Linked DNA regions of Mus musculus: all the other regions are linked to region 6. A link is a contact called in public HiChIP or PLAC-seq, Micro-C and promoter capture Hi-C data. All regions are on one chromosome and are shown on one strand. The core of a region is the stretch at or near the end of the contact, and the rest is flanking DNA. Distances in the headings are between cores, read along the strand shown.

Region 1 (2,700 bases), core at 10-2,509, 450 kb after region 6:
GCCAAACATCACACATATGAAGGCGGTGAAGTACTAGGGAGCGGTTCTCTAGTGAAGCCTGCGTTCCTCCAGTGCCTTTGGTCTTTTTGATTAAACGATCAGTGAGTCCGGAACTGTTTCTGGGGTACTTTTGAATACAGGCCGCATGAGCCCTGAAAGAACTCTTCAGACGACACTGTTCTCAATACCCAGATAAACAAGCTATGTCAGAGGATTCCTTTCTGCTCGAAGCTTAAGAAGTACTTCGGAGACGCCCCAAACGCAATCCGGAAGAAAGGAACTTCCGCCACACACAGGAAGGGTGGGCTACAAGGAAAAACCGAACCGGAACCGGAGGGGGACTACGCCAGCCTACAGAGGAAGGTGTCCGGAAGCGCCGGGGGACTACAGTTCCCATAAGCCCGCGGGGGCAAGGTGCGGGGCAGGCGTCGAGACAAAACGGACAGGCCTTGCCAGTCATTTGGCTATATCAAGGTAAATGCCGACATCGCGGCTCCAAGGGAAGAGTGACTTATAGTTCGCAACTAGATTTTTACGAGTAATCTTCCCAACCCATCCTAAACCGACAAAACTGACGTTCCCAGCGGGGCGTCCTTGAGATTTCCAGGCCACGGCACTCTACGCCTGCGGGGAGCTTCCTAAGTGCCTACAACGCGGGCATTACGTTGTTCACCGACCATCTCCATCCCTAGCCTCCGGCGGAGCTGGACGTGGCTGTGCCTGTCTCCTGGGCCTGGAGAGTGGGTAGTGGAGGTGTTGCGCAGCAGGCCGCCACCGCTCACCTTTGCTCTCTCCGCGGCCACCCTTGGGGCCAGACGGTGAAAGCTGTCCCAGACTTGGGGGCCAGGGCTAAGCCCTTCCATCCTTGCCCTTAATCCTCCCTTTCTCCCCTTTAGCGTGTTGTATATCCACAGAAGAGGTCAAGTGCCTTCTCCTAGGTCACAGAGAGTAAATGTCAAAAGAAGTTTTGAAGCCACTTTTATGATTCACTCCCTTCTCCGGTTTAACCCCGAGGCTAGGCATTGAGGACCACCGACTCTTGTGTTTTTCTTTTCTTTAAACACTAGCGGTATCCAGGGGCCACCTTTAGGACCTGGCATAGAATCCTAGCGCGTCACCAGGCTTGCTGTCCTCAGCCCGAACATAAACAAGCACCGGGTTCTCCACAGACCAACCCCAGCCGGAGCGCCTTGCAGCCTCTTTTCCCCTCCTCTGAGAACGCGCAGCCCGTGCACGTCACCGCGGCGGAGCGGGTGGGTGGGGTTTGCTGCACGGCGGCCGCGGCGGCGGAGGCTAGTGGGTCCTCCGGTGACTCTGGGGCGGGGCTGTGGGGCGGCTGCCCACCGACGGCAGAACTTCTCAGGAATGGGGGGTGTGATTGGTTGGCCGGCATCTTCCGGGTGGGAGAAAGGGTCCGCTATCACGGGCGGCTCAACCTCCAAGGCCTGCTGCTAGAGATGCTCTTCCTCGCGGTGAGTTGTTTGGCTGTTTTTGTTGGCTGGGATGTACTCTTAGACACGCCCCACGAAGGAGGAAGGAACCGGGCCACCTGAGTTGATGTGGCCTTGATTGGGCAGGCAAAGGGGAATTGACCAGCTATGCTCCTGTCATTAATCCGCTGCTGCGCTCGGTGTTCAGTTTCATGCAGGCTCTTGGGGAAGCTGGTGCTGCTGCTGCTGTGTGATTACCGCGGACAGACCTTGGGACCGAGGCCGGCGCTGGCAGCTGGAGATGGCGGACACACCGTCAGTGTATGAAACCAGATTTGAGGCGGCCGTGAAGGTGATCCAGAGTTTGCCGAAAAATGGTATGTGCAGTGGGCTCTAGGTAAAAGACCTTTTCCAGCTGCTTCTAGTCTACCTTATTTAGCGCCCCCTCTCGCTCTGTCATTAAAAGAAATGTAATTGAAAGAAATGTAATTGAAAGAATGGTATTGAATGCTAATTAATTACCGCTGATTTTTGAGGCCAAAGGCGACGTATTATCTAGGTTTTAAGTAGTTTATATTCTTGAGAACAAGTCTTATCACTTAATGACTGTGGATTTGGGAAAGTTAAAAAACAAAAACAAAAACTGGGGAGGGATGTCTGGTGCTACCTAACTCAAAAGTGTAATCCGAACCTTCAGAAACTTTGATATGAAGCGGAAAGGAAAGGACAACTATATTCTCGTGTAAAATGATTATTTTGACTATGATGTGTCAGGTACGGTTTTCTTTGTGTGTATCCTGGCAACAGCTTGTAAAACTTTTTATAATTTTGTCTGACCAGTGTTAAGGATTTTTTTTTCCATCACTAAATTTTTTTTTCAGTGTTCTAAATAGAGAAGCTTGGGAAGAGAGACTTTTACTTTGAAATTTTATATCCATTTGCATTGTGATTTACTTTTCATAATAAATTAGATTAAAATTATCTTAAGCATTTTTATTGTGTGTGCTAGATTTGTAGGCCAAGTCAAACATAACATTACTATATTTGTATAGTATTTAATGTCTTCCCACTTTTCTTTTCTTTTTCTTTTTTTTTTTTTTTTTTTTTTTTCGAGACAGGGTTTCTCCGTGTAGCCCTGGCTGTCCTGGAACTCACTTTGTAGACCAGGCTGGTCTCGAACTCAGAAATCCGCCTGCCTCTGCCTCCCAAGTGCTGGGATTAAAGGCGTGTGCCACCATTGCCCAGCTATCTTCCCACTTTTCATGTATCA
Region 2 (2,832 bases), core at 1-2,500, 470 kb before region 6:
AACCATTCAAAGACCACTAATCAACCTTCTCCCTGATCATCACTGTCATCATCCAATGGGTTCATGTATAATGTATCCAGCACACCATGGGTAGTCTTTATACATATCCTCAGCAACACGGACCACCACTCACCCAGGCTGACCTGACTTCAGCCACTTGTTGCAGAGACCAACACAGAGCCTCTGGGATAACTACATTTCCCAGTGACCAGCCAGCTAGGTGAACACAGACTAATTTCAATGAGTCAGTTCCATCATAGGAGATGAACTGTTTTATTCTTACTGGAGTAGATACTTGGTCAGAACACCAATTTGTTTAGCTTGCCTACAACCCTTCCTCAAAGGCTCTCATTCATGGACATACATAATGCCTCACCCTATCACCATGGTGGCCTGCTGATCTTGCTTCTGATCTATGCAGTTCACAGTGAAAGCTTAGCAATGGGCCCAGGCTTATGCACTTGAGTAAGTTTTACTATGTCCTCTACTATCATATTGTAATTTCTTCCTTAGAACAGACCACTGGGTTTTGTAGATGCAGTTACAAAGTCAGTTAGATCACAATATTCATAGGACCAGAAAATAATAACATTTTCAGCATTTATGCACAATACATAGTGTTTCCAATTCCAGAAATCCAGAAGTAGAGTTATTATTTAATTCCTGTGATCACATCACTTCTGGAGAACAGGTCGTGCTATCTTTCTTGTCTTTGCACTCCCATTGTTTTTAAGAATGTCCCCCATGTACTAGATACAAACATTTGAACATGAGTTGAATAAATGAGTTGAATAAATATCACTGTGTATCCAGTTCTGGTCAATAAGACAAAAATAACTTTTATTATGGGCTTGGGTGAGAATTCTATAATAATTTTAATTACCTTATTATATAGTATCTTTAGAATATCAAATATTTGTTAAGAAGCTTATTAAAATAAACCATGCTTGTCATTGACTTTTGTTCTTAAATTAAATTGATGTCCTTTTCGCCTCCTCTAATTTTTATATTAGAAACACCACGGAAAACATTAAAAGCAATTCCAATGTGCTCTTCATTTATAGACATTAATCATATCAGATATTTTCTTAAACAATGCTATCAGCACTGCACACACATGCTTAATCTCTTACAGAGAGCCCTACAGTGACACAAATTCTTATTTATCACAATACGGCCTGCTAATCACTCATGCTGCTCAGCCCCTTCAGAGGTCTTTCCATCAAAGTGCATCTCCATGGTAACACAAACTAGATTTGGCCATTTGCTGACTGCTTGGAGCACAAAGGTCACTTGAAGGTTTACGGCATTTGGATCCTAAAGCACATTTCCAAAACTACAGTTTCTGCATGGTTCTGACATTTGGGCCTCCTCTATCAATAGTACTTCTCCCTTGGCTTCAATATATGTTTCAATTTGGACAATGTTTATTTATTGGAAATGAAAGCAGTCAATGTAATCAATGTTAATAAAACTCACTTTCTCTCCCTGCATTTCTTTTCAGAAAATCATAATTACCTCTTAAAAGCCTTCCATGTATGAAAGTTCTTATACCGAGATTGCTAAAATGATCTTCAGAAATCACACCTGGAAATTCGATTATTGGCTTTTCCTTGTTACATTTTTGTGTCTGTTTTTATGGAGAGTGGAAAGAATAAATGTGTTTCACTGAAATATACATTTTCTTCAAACTGATGATTATCTTTATAAGAAGCTTAAGTCTTTAAGAAAATGTTTAAAATGCTAGTCTCTTACAAAGGAAACTTAAACAGTTTGTGGCTAAGAAGGATAAATATCAAACACTTAATGCTTTATAAATAAGTCTGTTTAAAATAGCTATGGTTAGTTCACACTGCATACCATTTATGTGCCTGATTCTTTCCTAAAAGCCCTATCACATTGATCCCTTTAATCCTCGCAGCAACCCAGAATTGCTTCTAGAACAGCATCCATTATGCCTATTAGAAGTTAGTGCACAAAGGATATAGGGATTGGATGCTCTGGTCAGGTATTTTACCATTGAGCTCCAATCTAAGCCCCTCCTGCTTTGTTCTTTGTTTATTTTTGGTGGTGGTGTCTCATGGCTCAGGCTGGCCTTACACTTGAGATCCTCTTGTTTCAGCTTGCCAAGTCTGGGATTATTAGATGTTTTCCAATCGCCCTGACATGGTCTCCTGTATGATTTTCAATTTATATCATAAGTAAAACTATTTCATGTCAGAAAATCATATGATTGTATTATACATATTCCCACTTTTATTAAAATTACAGGAACTTAGAGTAATTAACAATTCAAAGTAAGGGTGCTTTATTGTGACCTTGCTCAGCTTTCTGTTTTGCTTTAAGGAAATGAAGATGCTTGCTCTGCGCATAGAATGACTTCATCGGTGTCAAAACATTGGCCTGTGCAATAGCTCTGCTCTGTCTCTTTTGTTTTGGACTTACAATAAGATAAATAAATTGCCTAGACTAAGTGAGAGGAGGGTACAAGGTACTGATAAACAGAACTGCTTCACCTGTCTAGGTTTTAGCCATGAAGTGAGGCAGCCTAGGAGCAAACTCCTATGTTAATACACCTTCCAAGTGACTTATTTTTTCCCAGCTAAGACTTTATGGAGAAAGGTAAGCATGCCCAAAAGCAGCCCTAGCTGCTTTTCTTTTTAAATGTATTTATGTGTGTGATTTTTTTAATAGCCACAACTGGGCTCCAGACAGAAATCTGGTGCCCACGGAAGCGAGAAGAGGGCATTAGATCCCTGGAGACTAGAGTTTCAGATAGGTGTGAGCCACCTGTGTGGATGCTAGGAATTAAATCAGCTCCTTTGGAAGAGC
Region 3 (2,700 bases), core at 176-2,675, 390 kb before region 6:
AGGGCACCTGTTGAAAATGAGAAAATGAAAACAAAGATAAAGATGCTATATAATGTCGAAACTGCAGAACAGTGACTGTGGTGCAGAACGGGCTGTAGTAAGAATGTCCCAGCTGCCTCCTGCTGCTAGTGTGGGAAGGTAAGAGCTTTTAGGCACATTTTTTAAAGTGTAAGAGGCTGCATTCCACTATTGCCAAAAGTACTAATAAGTTCCCACACTGTTCAAGGATCTGTTTAAATTACTTTTTAAAATCTTACCTTTTCACTTAGGGATCTTGTACCTCCCAATAAAATATTTTATAACTATTTCCCCAACAGACCTGTTTTTAAAATTCCCATGACCACATTTTCATCTGTTTTTCTCGATATCATTTGGTTATTTCCCAGTTCTGAATGAGATCAAGTTTTCTATGTATGTTTATGTATTGTTTGCCTGTAGTGAAATCATTGCTTTTTACTGAATATGGAACTTGGATATTCGTTCATTGTTTATGGTTTCTGAACAAGGTTTCACTACATAACTCAGGCTGGCCTTGAACCCATGATGCGTGTGTTGCTCTCATACCTGGCCTCATTGATTTTTCAGTACATCCAACAACGACTAGATTTGTGTTAAAGTATATTCATGGTGATCTTTTTCTTTAAAATGATATAACTTAAAATGTTTGAGCTGTTTATGTTAATCTTTGATTTGATGTTCTGCAAAATAAAAATCCACAGTTCAGTTACTCTATAGAAAACCATCTTATGGGGAGGGTTTTGAATGTCTATTCAAATACTCATTTTTATATTTATAAAGGTAGCTAAGGGTTAGATGACCTTCTGGATGTCTCTTGCAATTTTTTTCCTTTTGATATGAACAGTAGGCCCGTTTAGATCAGTGACAAAATCTAAGGACATTTTGACCTTGAAGGGGAAGAAGAGATAACCCAAAATGCCTATTAGAACTGTCCAGGGAGCTTAGCAAGCATGGACCCATTCTGGTATCCCAGTCTGTGAGGCGTGTGGGAACGGACTGGACTGTCCCAGGAGGCAGGTGAAGGTAGAGATCTGGTTATGATAGGCTCTATCTGTAGTGCAGAAGTCCCAGCCCCGTGATTCCAGCCCCAACTTTCTCAAGGGTCAAAGAGAAGTTGTCCAGGGGTGGAGGCCTGGAATGCGAGCTTGTTTTGGGCATGGGGAAGGTGGTCCTGTTGGGGGACAGTTTTTTGAGGCTTAGGTGAGTCACAGTGGGAGAGGAGTGTCCCAAGCACTGGTGCAGCCCTGTGGTTTCTGGGCAGGGCCAGGAGGCTTGGCCAGGACTCAGGAGCGTCTGGGTTGGATGAGCATCTAGCTAACCACTGGACAGCAACTCTGGGCGACCTGGGTCCGCCCTGGGAGGTGCCACGGGGCCCGCCCCGCTCCGCTCCGCCCGGCCTCGCCCCGCCCCTCTGTAGGGGACCCGGCGGCGCGCTAGGGCGGTGCAAAATCCCAGTATTGGGCCAGCAGAGGAATTGGAGTGGCCACACTGTGCACCCACCTGGGGAAGGAGCCTGCAGACCTTAGAACGCCTGGCTCATATGCAGAGTGAGTGTGGGTGAGCCCAGCGGGGCCGGGACTTGAGCTGAACCCGGCGGGACTGGCAGACCTGTGGCGTCCCTGTTTCAGAGGGAAAATAGTGACCTGAGGAATAGGGTTTGTAGAGAAGAGGAAGCAGGTGCTAGAGAGCATTTGAATTTTCATCCGCTGCCCAGTTCAGGACTTCTGTTTTTGCACCTTGCTGAAATTCCCATTATAATGGGAGCTAAAAGTAGTATTGGAATTGGTCCTGCGTCTTGAACTAACTAGCAGTGACTCTAAAAGTGCATGTGAATGTCACACAGGTGCGCACACACATATTTTTTGGAAAACCCTAAGCATTTTCATGAGTTTCTTGGTGAAGTAACTGATCTTCCATTTGCTCTTAACCCTTCGGGTTTTATAATTCGCATCAATCCATTAGCTTCAGGGTTTTACACCAAGCACAAAACATGAGCTGCTTTGCATTCCCTGTTAGCTGTGTGAAACTGTTAACATTTCTGTCTAAATTGTTCCAAAGTTCAATTTCTGATGTCTTTTTTTCAGATCTTGAATGTTTATTCCTATAATGCTATGATTTTTTTTTTCTTTTTTCTGTTGTGTTACTGTCTCAGAACCATAGCTGCGGTTGGGACATTCATGCTTTGGAATTTTATTATGCGTTGTTTTCTAGCTTAACTAATGGTAGGTGGTAAAGTTGACAGTTTTTCCGGATTTGCAGAGGCCTAAGTGCCAGATTTTGATCCATGAGCAAAAGTGCATTCTATCTGTGCCATTTTAGTTTTTCATATTTTGGGCTTTCATTATACTCTACATCTTAAAATGGGGAAATGCAGGGATATGTGTGCTTTCAAAGACAATGTGTTCATCTGTGTGATGTCTAGCATGGGAAGAATTACTTCCATCCATCTTGTCCCCCTCTTTTTACTACAGGAACAAAAATACAAATGAAAAGATTACATTTGATTTGATGGTCTTGTAGACAAGCTCTCCCTGCCCCCCTCCCCCTCCCCCCTCTCTCTTTCTCTCATGTGTAGGTGTGTGGGTGTGTGTATGTGTGTGTGTGCGAGTGTACAACACATTACGGCATAGCATCACCCAGGCTTTCTTTTTGAAATATATCTTGGCATCCTAATATATTTTG
Region 4 (2,882 bases), core at 61-2,560, 330 kb before region 6:
CAAACAGTTCCCTATGAGATTTATTGAGAGAGGGGGGGGGAGGGTCAAGGTGGCAGCAAAAAGAAAGTGGGGAAGAGAGAGAGCATTCCTCTTATATATATGGATGGTGACATGGTGACAGGTAAAGGTGGGAGGTAAGCCCAATGAATTCTGGGAATATGGTGGCCATTATCTTGGCAACAGATGTATAGGTCTCTCTACTGCCTATGTGATGTCATGGATTTCGGAGGTCCTGATACCAACACACATAGCTTGTATTGCCAGGGGTCCAGAGATAGTAGTACATAGATAGTCAATAATTACACATGCTATTAATTAAAGGTTGTGATTTCAACATGTGAAATATACCTGGAGTTGGGGATGGGGAGGTTAGACACTTTGTGTTGTAGTCCTAAAGAAATGATACCACCATGTTATACTTATTCCTGAAAGGGGATCCCTTTTTTGTGTGTAATTAAGTTTTTCTAGTAATGAAGCATTAAAAGTTGTTTAATACTTTGGAACTTCCTGTGCTAACTCTGAATTATAATACATCATTCTTTATATTTCAATGTCCAGTGTTATATAACACTGGTCTTATAAAACATGTCACTTGTATGGGGGAAACAAGATGTGTAGGAAAGAAGAAATCCTCTATATACCAAAAGCATTTCAAGAAAAATATATTTTTTCTAACTTCTATTGTCATTTATTATATAAGGTGAAACTATATATGCCTAAGTCACCTTAGTCATAGTATAAACCATCATATTTACCCTGTGTTTTCATACTTGGTGGTAAAGATGAAGGTGGTAAACAGGAAAGATGGAGAGCCCTGATTATTGTGCCTTGGTAACACTTAGTGCAACAAAGTGCATCATACTAATTATTTTTTACTGTTTCTGCTGCTAGCATGTCCTTAAAATTAAATACTGAAAATAATGGTTGTAGAAATATGTGGAAAGGGGATCTGAATAACTACAGTTCTGGGTATTATGAAATTGGCAAACTATGTTATACCCAAGGCAATTCAATCTGTAAAAGGACATTTTCAGTGGACAAGCAACAAAGTAAAATTATTGGCTGAATAACAGTAGTTTTTCAAATGCTCAAATCAGCAATCTTCATCTAGTCCACTGGACTGAAAGGTGCTTTGGTGCTCTTTGGTGTGATCCAGTTAGATGCGTAGGTGCACTTAGCTTTAATGAGTCTGTACCGACTATACATTAATTTCATTATAAGCTGTTTAAGGAGCAGTACAGGACTGAGGACAAAGCATTTCCATCCCCCTAATGAAAACAAAGAGCTGTTAGAATTAACATAAAGTGACACTTCAGCAAATTTAGCCATTATGGTTGATCAATGGTGCTTGATTACAGTCACATCAGCCTCACTGTCAAGTGACAGCCCTTTTGTGTGCACAGATGCTCGAAAAAAAAAAAAATTGCTCAGCTTAAAAAAACGAAAAGAATTAATAACAAGATCTTTTAAGCGGCATTCAGAGCACTATAGCTAATGGCATTTTCTGCTTCTTTGCTTTTGTCACATACAAGCGTGCATGCTTCCTGCCATGTTTCTCGGAACAAAAGAACAGCTCTGGAAGCTTTTGTCCCTTCCTGCTGCGGGTTGCTACCTGTTCCAGGGCACCTCTGTGCACCTGTACCTTCCTGGGGGACTTCTGTAGTACTTTTTTCCAATATTCAATATTCCTGTTCTGATAAACATTGGTATTTCCTACTAAGTGATTTCACATACAACCCAAGACGATTCTTAGGGAGGAAAAATAATAATAACAGCAAAATTGGGTTATACATTAACTGCTTTCAGAGAAACTAGGAAGCTGTCATTTTATATAAAGAATGATGAGTCGCTAATTACCGTTCTTGGAATTGGGAAATGACAGTCCTTGATGATACAGGCAGAACCTGTATCATCAAGGACTGTCAAGCAAGTCTTTGCTCTGCTTCTCCTATTTCACCATCTAACCAATGCACAGCTCCCATCCCAACCTTAATTCTTATTTTCTAGGAATCCACCCCCTAAACTCCGGCAGCCTGAGCTGTGGTCCGCAGAGTTCAATGACTTCATTAGCAAGTGAGTAACAATAGTCAGAAATACAAGTAAAAACAATACCAGCCTGCTGTGACTTTGAATGGTTTACTGTAACCACTGGCTTCTGAATCCTTCTCTTCTTTCTTATCTGGTAAGCAACTCCAGAGGTCTCCACCATTCCCACCCACACCTCATCCCCCCCCCACCCCCCCAAAAAAGAAAAAGAAAGAACAGAAAATCTGTATAATCTGCTAAGGGTTCAGTGAAATTACTTAAATAGTAACCTCTGAGTCAAGTTTTCACCTGTCTGCAGTCATGTTTCCAAGGGCTTTTTAGCATCCACCCAGGAACATGCTCACCTGCCCATCTGCCATTGCATCATTGCCAAGAGCATCTCCCACCTGCTCCCATCTAGTACCTATGCGGTCAGTGATTTAACCCTTCATTTGTCTACATCACTGACTCTCATTACAACCACAGGGATTTCATCACAGCCAGTGGCTTTAAGGATCATATTTATCAAAGGCTTTTGCATTTGAAATCCAGAGAATGATTTCACTTGCCAGCAGTTTAACAGAAGTGACTGGCCTCTCCACAATTAATTAGAAGTGGGTCAGCCATTTAGAAAAATCAGGTCCTCCAATCCTTTCACAATTTTTACTGTCTTTACCTAAATCAAAGAGGAAAAGGGGAGACTCCTGGTTGTAAATAGAAAGGAAGGATGTAATGATACGATGTGCCAAATCACTCTGCAAATGCAGACCGGGCACATTGCTGTCACTGAGGTTCCCACCAAGATACCAATGTGTTCTTCTAAAGACAGAGACTTAGATTTAAGGGTTTGTAGGGAC
Region 5 (2,754 bases), core at 174-2,673, 280 kb before region 6:
GGTCTTGTTTTGTTTTTGTTTTTTTTTTTTACTTTTGTCCTTGCTAAAGATTTAACACATGCAAAATCGATTGTCTGATGGATGGAATTTTCCTTTGCAATCCTTCGGTCTTCACTTAGCAGGTTAGGACTATTTAATGAGTAGTAAAGATGCTCTCTTGCTCTGTCATAGGTAGAGGTCGCTCAAAAAATGTTTCACAGAGCCAAGTTTGTCCCAGCAGGATCCATATTGTTTCTTTATACTTGAAAATCTCTGGGCAGCTTCTAAGCCTCACTGTGATAGCTTCTTTCATTCATCAAGACAAATACAGCATCAGTTGTGTGGCCCCTTTGGGGGTTGCATATCAGATATTCTGCATATCAGATATTTACATAATGATTCATAACAGTGGCAAGATTACAGTTATGAAGTAGCAACAAAAATAGGGTTTTTTTTTTATTTGTGGTCACCACAACATGAGGAGCAGTTTAAAAGTTCATTCTAAGTATTAGTGTTTTCCATCATCTTGAAAACTTCTACTCCCTTAAACCTGGTCTCAGCAAGGTTCTAAGATTAACACTAAAGATAATCTCCTTAAGCTAATTTCCAACAACATGCAAGTGAGTTGTACCCCTAACCCACAAAAACACCAGTTCTCAACCAGTGAATTACAAACCCTTTGGGGTGGGGGGCAGGGGGTTGCATATCATCTATACTCTGTATATAAGATATTTACATTATGATGTGTAATAGTAGCAAGATTGTAGTTATGAAGTAGCAACAAAAACAGTTTTATTTGGGGGATGGTCACCACAACATGAGGAACTGTATTAAAGGGTTGCAGCATAAGGAAGGTTGAGAATCACTGCTCGAAGAGGACAGGATGTGAACATGTGTCCCCAAGAGATGGTGCGACATAGTAGATAGGCAGCCGGGGAGGTTGTGTCCTGGCTAGGATTCCATTCTTTCTGTACACTCTGATGAGCTGCTCTGACTGCGATTTTTTTTTTCTCTCCAAATCTGCATTCACAAAATATCTTTATCCTCTTACTTTGATGCTTAGAAATTTCTGTAAACATAAGGAAAGTCGAATAGACTTTAAGAAAGATTCAGATGTAGTCCCAGGTCAATATTTAGGTTTAAAGTGAGAAGGTGCACTCTGTGCAGACTGCCTGTAGATTAATTATGTTTTCAAGCCATGTCAAACACAGAATTGTATGTGAATAAGAAAAGAGAAAAATGCCTCTTCCTGTATTCCTGAGAAAGTGTGTGAAACGTGTTCGGGAGGGGCATATGGACCCCACTGTAGCCTCTGGCAGTGAACCAAAATTTGTGCTCCTGTGATTTTGTTTGCATATAAAGTACTTATTAGGCGCATGCCCGCCTGCGGGAAAGGTCGCCTGCGAAGAGGGCGGGGGCGGAGAGCTGAGGGAAGAGAGGTCACCCTTCAGCAAGAGGGTGGGTGCAATGTGGAAAGGAGGCTGCAGCATCCCGGGCGGGCTGGAGGTGCAACAGCAGGGGCGGCGGCTTTAAATCCTCGGGGGGGGGGGGGGGGGACGCACACAGCACTGTGGAGCCGTGCCCCCCCCCCAGCCCAGGCTCTGCCCAAGGGCCACTCCTGACCCCCGCCCCGGGGCTTCGCGCGCCAGCCCCTCCTCCGCCCGGCCTTGCGGAGCCGGCGGGCCCGCCCAGCTCCCCTCCGGGGCCCTGCGGGACGGCCACGCTGCCCTGACGAGGCTGGGAGGGAAGAGCTGGACCAGATGGTGGCTAGAAGGCCTTGCCTAACTTCTGGGCTGTCCCCAACTGCATGAAGAGCAGCCAGTCTGACCTGGCCAGTTAATGACTTGCTGATAGACCTCCAGTTTCACATACCATTAGCTATTGGTAATCCATGTATTTAAATGGCCTCTGTTTGAACTCCTGTGCTTTCAATACCTGTCTGTTCTTCCAGACGTTGGCATTGGGAGTCCCAAAATGTCTCTCTGCTGGTGGCACTCTGGAAATGTTTAGTTAAAAGCCATTTTAGGGGCTGGAGAGATGGCTCAGTGGTTAAGAGCACTGACTGCTCTTCCAGAGATCCTGAGTTCAATTCTCAGCAACCATGGCTCACAACCATCTCTGATCAGATCCGATGCCCTCTTCTGGTGTGTCTGAAAAGAGCAACAGTGTACTCATATACGTAAAATAAATAAACAAATCTTTTTTTTAAAAAGTCATTTTAGATATGACATTATCACTGTAGATCCAGTTGTCAGTTATTAAGTTATCAGGTCTTTGGAAAATGCATTTTGTGAGAGAAATACATTTTATAATGTGTCATGATGAAATACACCTTTGACTTTTGACTTGGAGTTATAGGTGTTTCAGATCTGTGGTAGCAGCACTGGGAAAGCAAAGGTATAAGGATGACAAGCCTTAGGCCAGCCTGGACCACATAGTGAGAGCCTGTTTCAAAGAACAAGTGAGGACCGGGGTGGAGCTTAGTGTGGCGCTCTTGCCTAGCATGTGCAAGCCCTAGGCTCTTGCCTCACTACTGCAAAAGCAAAAACAACAGATTAGCTCATTATGGGCAGTCACAGGAAGCAATGAGCAGCCTTCTGTGTAGATCGGGGCCAAAGAACCTCAAAGGAACAACTTAAAGTAAAAATGGCATAGCCAGGCCCTGTTGCTCCTCCTTTGATTGTTGCTGTTTGCATTCCTTTGCTGAGCCCACATTTTCATAGGCTTGTTTACTACTCACTTCTGCTTCTTGGAGAAGACAGACCCAGAGGCCAT
Region 6 (2,859 bases), core at 88-2,587:
AAGATAAAGCTTTGTGGAGAGAATGCACTTGGTCATCTGCAGTTATTCGAGGTCTCCGGATCCCTAACAAAATAAGTGATCCTGGTCACCAAGACTAAAGGTCCCAGGGTTTCTCCTCCGGCAACAGCTTTGGTGACTCATTTGAAAAACTCAAAGAAGGAATAAAGGACTATGGAGAGCAGGGAAGCTGCAGTCCCTCGCTCGGAGAGAAGGAAAGGAGATCGGGAACGGTTTAAAGCAGCACTTTCCTGCAAGTCTTTCTTGAGCTCTCTGTAAGCCTGGAACTATGGGTTTAGTATAGGCAAGAGGAAACGGAAGCGGAGCCAGAGGGCCCCAAATCTTCCTCAAGGCGCCGTCCCTGCATTTAAGAGCCTTTGGGAAAAGGGAAACAGAAAGGATTTTTTCATTCCTTTATTAGAAAACACAAACGAAACTACTTCTTTCTGGGCTGGGAAATTGCCACTGTTGTGTTCCTAGGCACCTGCTGATGGCAAGAACTCCTCTTGGGAAGGGACGAGGTCAGTGGGTTGAGTATCCCTGAAAAGATGGGAGTGCCTTTTCCTGGGATTTGGAAAAACTGATTCGCTTACTTTGAGACTCCCTGAATCCTGTGTATGTGTCAGCTCTCACCCACTCCAAGAAGTTTCTGTTCGTTTTATTTATTTAATTTTTCTCAGCCTGAGGTCCTCAGTGATAGATTCCAGCGTGGATTTTAATTGCTTCAATCAGCAGCCTTTCTCTTCAGCCGTCAGTCAAAACCTGGACGATGGGTCTGGGGACCCAGGCATGACTGCACAGAAACCGTACGACCCCCACCCCCACCCCCCAGGCTGGCTCAGCTCAGCAGGCAGACATTAGGCTCTGCTAAGGAGATGAAATGAGTTCGTTGGTGTGGAAGCGGTCCACCTTCCTCCCTCCTTGGTTCCTTCCCCAAGCTTTGGAGCTCTTCCTGATTGAGGCCAGGTGGCCTGGGCTCTTGAGGTCACAGCGACCTCAGCACTGGTTTGGAGGAAGGCGGGCGCGAGAACCACTTTTGCTCGGCAGCAGCCAGAGACAGCCCTCAAACAATGAGCCAATCGATGCACACGTGAAATTGCCCTCGGCCACCATTCCAATCTTGCCAAGGTCTCCCTGTCCCTGGGGTCACCTAGGCCAGCGTGCTGAGGGCTGTGGTAGCACCCTGGACAGCGCGTTCCGGCAGAAGCAGACCTGGAGCGCCTGTGGCTGGGTCAGCACTACGCAGGCACGCCTCCCTCCCCCGCATCTGACTCGCACCTCACGACCCAGCGCCTCCATTTCCCTTCCGTCACTCTCTCATCTCCCCACCAAGCTCCCTCTCCCTAAAAATCTCTTGGGCCCTTTCCACTTTCCAATCTCCAGACTGCGAGGATCACGGCTACTCCCCCCATTTAACCTCGGCGGCGCAGAGCACAGCAGCGCGTCCCTGCGCCCTGACTGGAACATACAAACACGCACGAGCACTGGCATACGCAGACAGCACGTTTCCTGTCCCTGTGTGACACCCACCCTCGTCGCGCTGCCGCTCCAGCCCTCGCGCGGTGCCCTTCTCCCGCCACACGTACTCGCACACGCACGCACTCTCGTGCAGGGTCGAGGCAAAGGCAGCTTGCCACAGCCACTTGGAGGCGACCAGCGCCAGTCTAGCAGAACCCATGGCGTCTCCTGGCTCCGGCTTTTGGTCCTTCGGATCTGAAGATGGCTCTGCGGATCCTGAGAACCCGGGCACAGGTAGGAAAATCAGGACCTGCAGCGGGAGAGCTTTGTGGGTGGTTTAGGGTTTGCAGGGCTAGGCTGATCATCAAAGCTTTGACATCTGCAACAGGAAACTTATTCGGGCGCTTCGCCCGGCTCTCTGGGTTAAGTCCGTAACTGTGTGAGAACACCAACCCCCCCCCCCACCCAGTCCTTTGTCCCCCAGGGAAAAAGCCCAGGGTTGTCTAGGCCCCTTCCCCTAAACATAGGCTCCTGAAAGACTGCAGCGTCTGCGGGAGTCAGAAATCAAAGATCTAGGCTTTGCCTCGGGACGTCTAGACCCTGGGCAGGGAAAGACAAAATGGGAGCAGGAAAGAGTTTGGGGTCTGAAAGGCAAGCGCGGTGAGAAACAAACAGCCTCGGGTTTAGGAAAGGCAGCCCAGGTGAGGGCAGGGAGAGTCTGGAAACCCGAGAACCTGGCGAACAAAGTGCAAAGGGCGGCGTTGTGAGCTGCTTTCTTTCTGGGACACCGCAAGGAAAGGGCTGGCCCCGGCGTCAGATTCCCTCGGACTCCCCCACCTGCTGAAAGCAGAGTCGCTAGCTGGTGGCTGCTTCGAGTTTGGCGCCGGGCCCCCAGACTCTGGACTTAAAGACCTGGTTCACTTGGAACGAAAATTCTCACTCGCCCGTCTGTTTTCTTTCCGATTCGCTTTTCCCTGCCTGGCGATTGCAGCGAGAGCGTGGTGCCAGGTGGCCCAAAAGTTCACGGGCGGCATCGGAAACAAGCTGTGCGGTGAGTGGTGGCACTGAATGGGAGAAGGGCTGGCAAGGTCGGGGGCCCGCGGCTGGCGGGAGCAAAGTCGTGGGCTCCCCTCTGAGCCTGCAGCCTAGGTTGGACGAATCCCTGGGTTGCCGGGTGGGTGGGGATGTAGGAGCGGAGACTACCGCCAGCTGACTCAGGTCCCGCGTTCCGTGTCTTTGTCCAGCTCTGCTCTATGGAGACTCCGGGAAGCCAGCGGAGGGCGGCGGGAGCGTGACCTCGCGGGCCGCCACCGGGAAGGTCGCCTGCACCTGCGACCAAAAACCCTGCAACTGCCCCAAAGGGGATGTCAACTACGCGTTTCTGCACGCAACAGGTAAATGGGC
Region 7 (2,841 bases), core at 341-2,840, 370 kb before region 6:
AGAGGCACATTTTACAAAATTAGCTGTGGCATAAATTCTTTGTGCTCCCCAAATGACTGTTAATTATACCTCTTATCATAATAAAGCCCAAATAAATTATTTTACATGAATATATCCAAAGAGTAGGCAAAGAGGGGTGATGTTATTCAAAGAATCATGCTAATAACACTCTGCTTTTAATGTGAGTCCCTACAAATAAGGTATGTGCTGGAGGGGTTCATCTGAGTTGTGAATGACAGGCTTCAAGATCCATCAGCCTTCCAGGTAGAAGGCCACGCTAGCTTAGGCAAATGCCTGTAGTGGCTTCTCTTTTCATTTAAGTTTTAATCCAGAACTGAGATTGTTGGAATAGAAATTTCCCATAACATACCAGGGCAATCTATTTTTTTACTCTGTGTGTGTGTGTGTGTTTAAATTATCTTTTCAAGTTGATCATTCTTTTATTTTCATCGATTCTGTTACCCCACAAATGTCTGAAAATGACAAAAAACCAGACTGTTTTAAGGAACCACTTCCATGGACTGATCTATAATATATATTATATAATATATATTATAATCTAATATAATCTATAAATGAACACATTTGCAGTCTAAAGTTTTCACAAGTTAATGAAAGCAGCCATTGCTTCCTGATTCCACTTAGACAAAACCAGTTCTTAAAAAGACAAGGGAGTCAGTTTGTCTGTTGTCTATGGAACACCAGTGGAGGTTTGTATTGTCACAGTAGAGTCTATTATTTGCAATGATGCGCATATACAAGCAGGTTAGGTTTCTGAATATTCTTATCCTCCAAACCTGGAGAACAAAACAACAGAGCTATATTGACTTAAAACATTGCCACCAATCCTGTGCTGCTGCTGAGCACAAAAGACCTGAGATTTTCCTGTAATTTCTGCTCCTTGGCTGAATGAACAACCACATTTTAACTACAGAGGAAACCCAGACTCTGAAGCCATTTGCTCAGTGTGCCTTCAGCCATAATAAAGCCAAAATCCAGAATAGCACATCCTTCTGTTAAAAGAGCCTTACTGGCCTAATGCGTCTCTGTACTAATTGCTCTCTCCATGGCGGTGCTACAAAATGTGTCCTGGTCTTTATCTCAATCGTCCCTAATTTGTTCATTTGTAATCATGACACTGCTTTCTTTCATGGCCTTCCAAGTACAGAAATTTTCCTCTTTGAAATTATATCCCTTTCAGGAGATCAAAGACTGTCAATTACAGGTAGTTTTTGAAAGCACAAAAAAATTCAGTAAATAGTAACAAAGCCTATCAAATATACATTGTAGGTCACAGAAGTGGTCTTCATACATCATACGTCAGGCATTATTGGTTATTCTGGATTTTCTTATACTTACATCTAGAAGTAATATAAGGTCTGCCATAAGAGGAGAAAACAGGAAGATAAAGACAACACAATGAATGAGAGTTTTCTATTTGTTCAGGATTAACACGTTAGTATTATGTACCTAGGAAGGGTTGCAAAGCCAGAGCAATCTTTCTGCTGTGTCAGGAAGCAGGGCAGGTGTGGAAGCTGGCTCCTGCCTTTCTCTGGTAGCCTAATATTTTTCCTTCTTCTCTGTGCTCACAATTGCAGTGGAACTGCAGACTGACAGCATGATTTCTTTCATGTTCTCAGAGCAGAAAAACCATTCCCAGCTCTCATCTAAAAGGCTGTTATTTCATGTGTCTGCAACAGAATAGACACTGATTACCTGGAGTCGCTTCATTTATGGTTTTGTTTAAAAGCTAAGATGGGCATACAGTCTAAGTGTCCTCCTTTATGCTGTTTGTCCCAGAAATGCATAAATAATATACATCACTGTCCTTCTTGCCTACCATATACATCAGAGCTTGCCAAAGTCACTGTTGTTTATATAGGAGTACCAGGATATAATGTTGCTGTAGGTACTGTGTTGCTAATCGATAGATTAATAGGTTTTCTTTATGTATATTAAAGTATTTCATCTGCTAAATTATTTTCCTTTGTTATAGGTTTTTAGTTATCAAGTATTTCCCCAAGACTTTTAAAACATCTTAGAATGAGAGAATTATTTTTTATTTGGATTTAGTGGTTAGAGTTTCCAAAATATATCTCAAATGGATCAGTTGTCAATGTTACCCTTAAACCATTGGTTTCATACTAGAATGTTCACATGACATGTCACACAGTACGTGAGCACACATTAGGGAATGCCTGTTAGGTGCTGTCTGCTTTCATAATTGTTTAATCATGTATTTGGCATCTAGAATTTAATATATAAATACATTTTATTGAAATATATCACACGTTGTGCAGACCCTGTCTACACCATAGGAAAAGCTGACCTGTTACTGTGTACACATGTGCATTTGTGTAGAAACCTTTATAGAATTTATATCTAGTCAGTTTGTTTTCTTGAACTCACCTCTTACTTTGCACTGGCCATAGTGGTAGGCTCTCAGTATGGGATCAAAATGAACTTATATTAGAGGTGATTATTGTAGTGATTTAAAGCTAAATTAGTTTATTGTTGCTTGTGATACAAAGAGTATAAATAGGCATATTAATAGAGAATAAAAGAGAAGGCTTTTGACAAGGAGAGACAAAGGGGACTGTCATCTTATCTTACTGACAGAAAAGAGATATGGTTGCAGGAGCTTTCTTTTCTGTAGTATCCTCCAGACTTCCTGATTATAAGTGTGGACTGCTTGTACCGATGAAGTAGAAAATTCATGAATGAAATTTGGAAGCTATTTTATTTATTTATTTTGAGACAGGATGTTCTCTCTGTTATGTAGCCCTGGCTCACCTGGAACTTACTATGTTGACCAGGCTGGCCTTTTCCCATCTCTGCCTT

The links. Promoter capture Hi-C pulls out the DNA fragments that hold promoters and counts their contacts. A called contact is a pair of places that touch in the nucleus more often than the background predicts. HiChIP or PLAC-seq counts read pairs in DNA pulled down with a chosen protein or histone mark.
Region 1: a Micro-C map of embryonic stem cells shows a contact between it and region 6, with 4 times the contacts expected there. The contact joins the promoter of Acbd5 here to the promoter of Gad2 in region 6. A contact is called at or near these places in 1 of 39 promoter capture datasets (hippocampal neurons) and 1 of 484 Hi-C or Micro-C datasets (embryonic stem cells).
Region 2: an H3K4me3 HiChIP or PLAC-seq map of neural tube shows a contact between it and region 6, with 5 times the contacts expected there. The contact joins the enhancer-like site here to the promoter of Gad2 in region 6. A contact is called at or near these places in 9 of 39 promoter capture datasets (3T3-L1-derived adipocytes, the C10 cell line, the HPC-7 cell line and 6 more), 12 of 115 datasets of contacts at active chromatin or transcription factors (SST interneurons, astrocytes, differentiating embryonic stem cells and 8 more) and 1 of 9 other capture datasets (adipose tissue).
Region 3: a promoter capture Hi-C map of trophoblast stem cells shows a contact between it and region 6, with 3 times the contacts expected there. The contact joins the promoter of Myo3a here to the promoter of Gad2 in region 6. A contact is called at or near these places in 14 of 39 promoter capture datasets (the 3T3-L1 cell line, the C10 cell line, HPC-7-derived erythroid cells and 8 more), 10 of 115 datasets of contacts at active chromatin or transcription factors (SST interneurons, embryonic basal ganglia, embryonic forebrain and 4 more) and 2 of 9 other capture datasets (liver and pancreatic islet).
Region 4: a contact with region 6 is called in an H3K4me3 HiChIP or PLAC-seq map of embryonic forebrain, with 4 times the contacts expected there. The contact joins the enhancer-like site here to the promoter of Gad2 in region 6. A contact is called at or near these places in 1 of 39 promoter capture datasets (liver), 14 of 115 datasets of contacts at active chromatin or transcription factors (astrocytes, a beta-TC-6 cell line, embryonic basal ganglia and 7 more) and 2 of 9 other capture datasets (adipose tissue and liver).
Region 5: a contact with region 6 is called in an H3K4me3 HiChIP or PLAC-seq map of embryonic basal ganglia, with 2.7 times the contacts expected there. The contact joins the enhancer-like site here to the promoter of Gad2 in region 6. A contact is called at or near these places in 5 of 39 promoter capture datasets (the 3T3-L1 cell line, embryonic stem cells, liver and 1 more), 12 of 115 datasets of contacts at active chromatin or transcription factors (astrocytes, embryonic basal ganglia, embryonic forebrain and 6 more) and 2 of 9 other capture datasets (liver and macrophages).
Region 7: a contact with region 6 is called in an H3K4me3 HiChIP or PLAC-seq map of embryonic forebrain, with 8 times the contacts expected there. The contact joins the enhancer-like site here to the promoter of Gad2 in region 6. A contact is called at or near these places in 6 of 39 promoter capture datasets (the 3T3-L1 cell line, the C10 cell line, embryonic stem cells and 2 more), 1 of 484 Hi-C or Micro-C datasets (Th1 cells), 9 of 115 datasets of contacts at active chromatin or transcription factors (astrocytes, embryonic basal ganglia, embryonic forebrain and 5 more) and 1 of 9 other capture datasets (adipose tissue).

What each region holds. Positions count from the first base shown.
Region 1 is chr2:23,067,813-23,070,512 of GRCm38.p6, forward strand. It overlaps Acbd5 (acyl-Coenzyme A binding domain containing 5), which reads left to right and starts at 1,260. Exons shown (of 14, transcript NM_001355637.1): 1 at 1,260-1,472; 2 at 1,639-1,807. The coding sequence starts at 1,458.
Region 2 is chr2:22,148,696-22,151,527 of GRCm38.p6, forward strand. No RefSeq gene overlaps it. Among named protein-coding and RNA genes, the nearest start is that of Myo3a, 77 kb to the right of the region's middle. Within about 2 kb of position 1,251, at least 5 of the 459 cell types and tissues checked have an H3K27ac peak or open chromatin away from gene starts, as enhancers often do. A contact at or near this core is called in neural tube, where this site is marked.
Region 3 is chr2:22,226,078-22,228,777 of GRCm38.p6, forward strand. It overlaps Myo3a (myosin IIIA), which reads left to right and starts at 1,426. Exons shown (of 34, transcript NM_148413.3): 1 at 1,426-1,565. The coding sequence starts at 1,559.
Region 4 is chr2:22,292,466-22,295,347 of GRCm38.p6, forward strand. Myo3a (myosin IIIA) reads left to right here. Exons shown (of 34, transcript NM_148413.3): 8 at 2,008-2,073. Among named protein-coding and RNA genes, the nearest start is that of Myo3a, 66 kb to the left of the region's middle. Within about 2 kb of position 1,311, at least 17 of the 459 cell types and tissues checked have an H3K27ac peak or open chromatin away from gene starts, as enhancers often do. A contact at or near this core is called in embryonic basal ganglia and embryonic forebrain, where this site is marked.
Region 5 is chr2:22,337,063-22,339,816 of GRCm38.p6, forward strand. All of the region lies in intron 13 of Myo3a (myosin IIIA), which reads left to right. Among named protein-coding and RNA genes, the nearest start is that of Myo3a, 110 kb to the left of the region's middle. Within about 2 kb of position 1,424, at least 57 of the 459 cell types and tissues checked have an H3K27ac peak or open chromatin away from gene starts, as enhancers often do. A contact at or near this core is called in embryonic basal ganglia, where this site is marked.
Region 6 is chr2:22,620,990-22,623,848 of GRCm38.p6, forward strand. It overlaps Gad2 (glutamic acid decarboxylase 2), which reads left to right and starts at 1,338. Exons shown (of 16, transcript NM_008078.2): 1 at 1,338-1,749; 2 at 2,447-2,506; 3 at 2,700-2,849. The coding sequence starts at 1,674.
Region 7 is chr2:22,249,676-22,252,516 of GRCm38.p6, forward strand. All of the region lies in intron 3 of Myo3a (myosin IIIA), which reads left to right. Among named protein-coding and RNA genes, the nearest start is that of Myo3a, 24 kb to the left of the region's middle. Within about 2 kb of position 1,591, at least 3 of the 459 cell types and tissues checked have an H3K27ac peak or open chromatin away from gene starts, as enhancers often do. A contact at or near this core is called in embryonic forebrain, where this site is marked.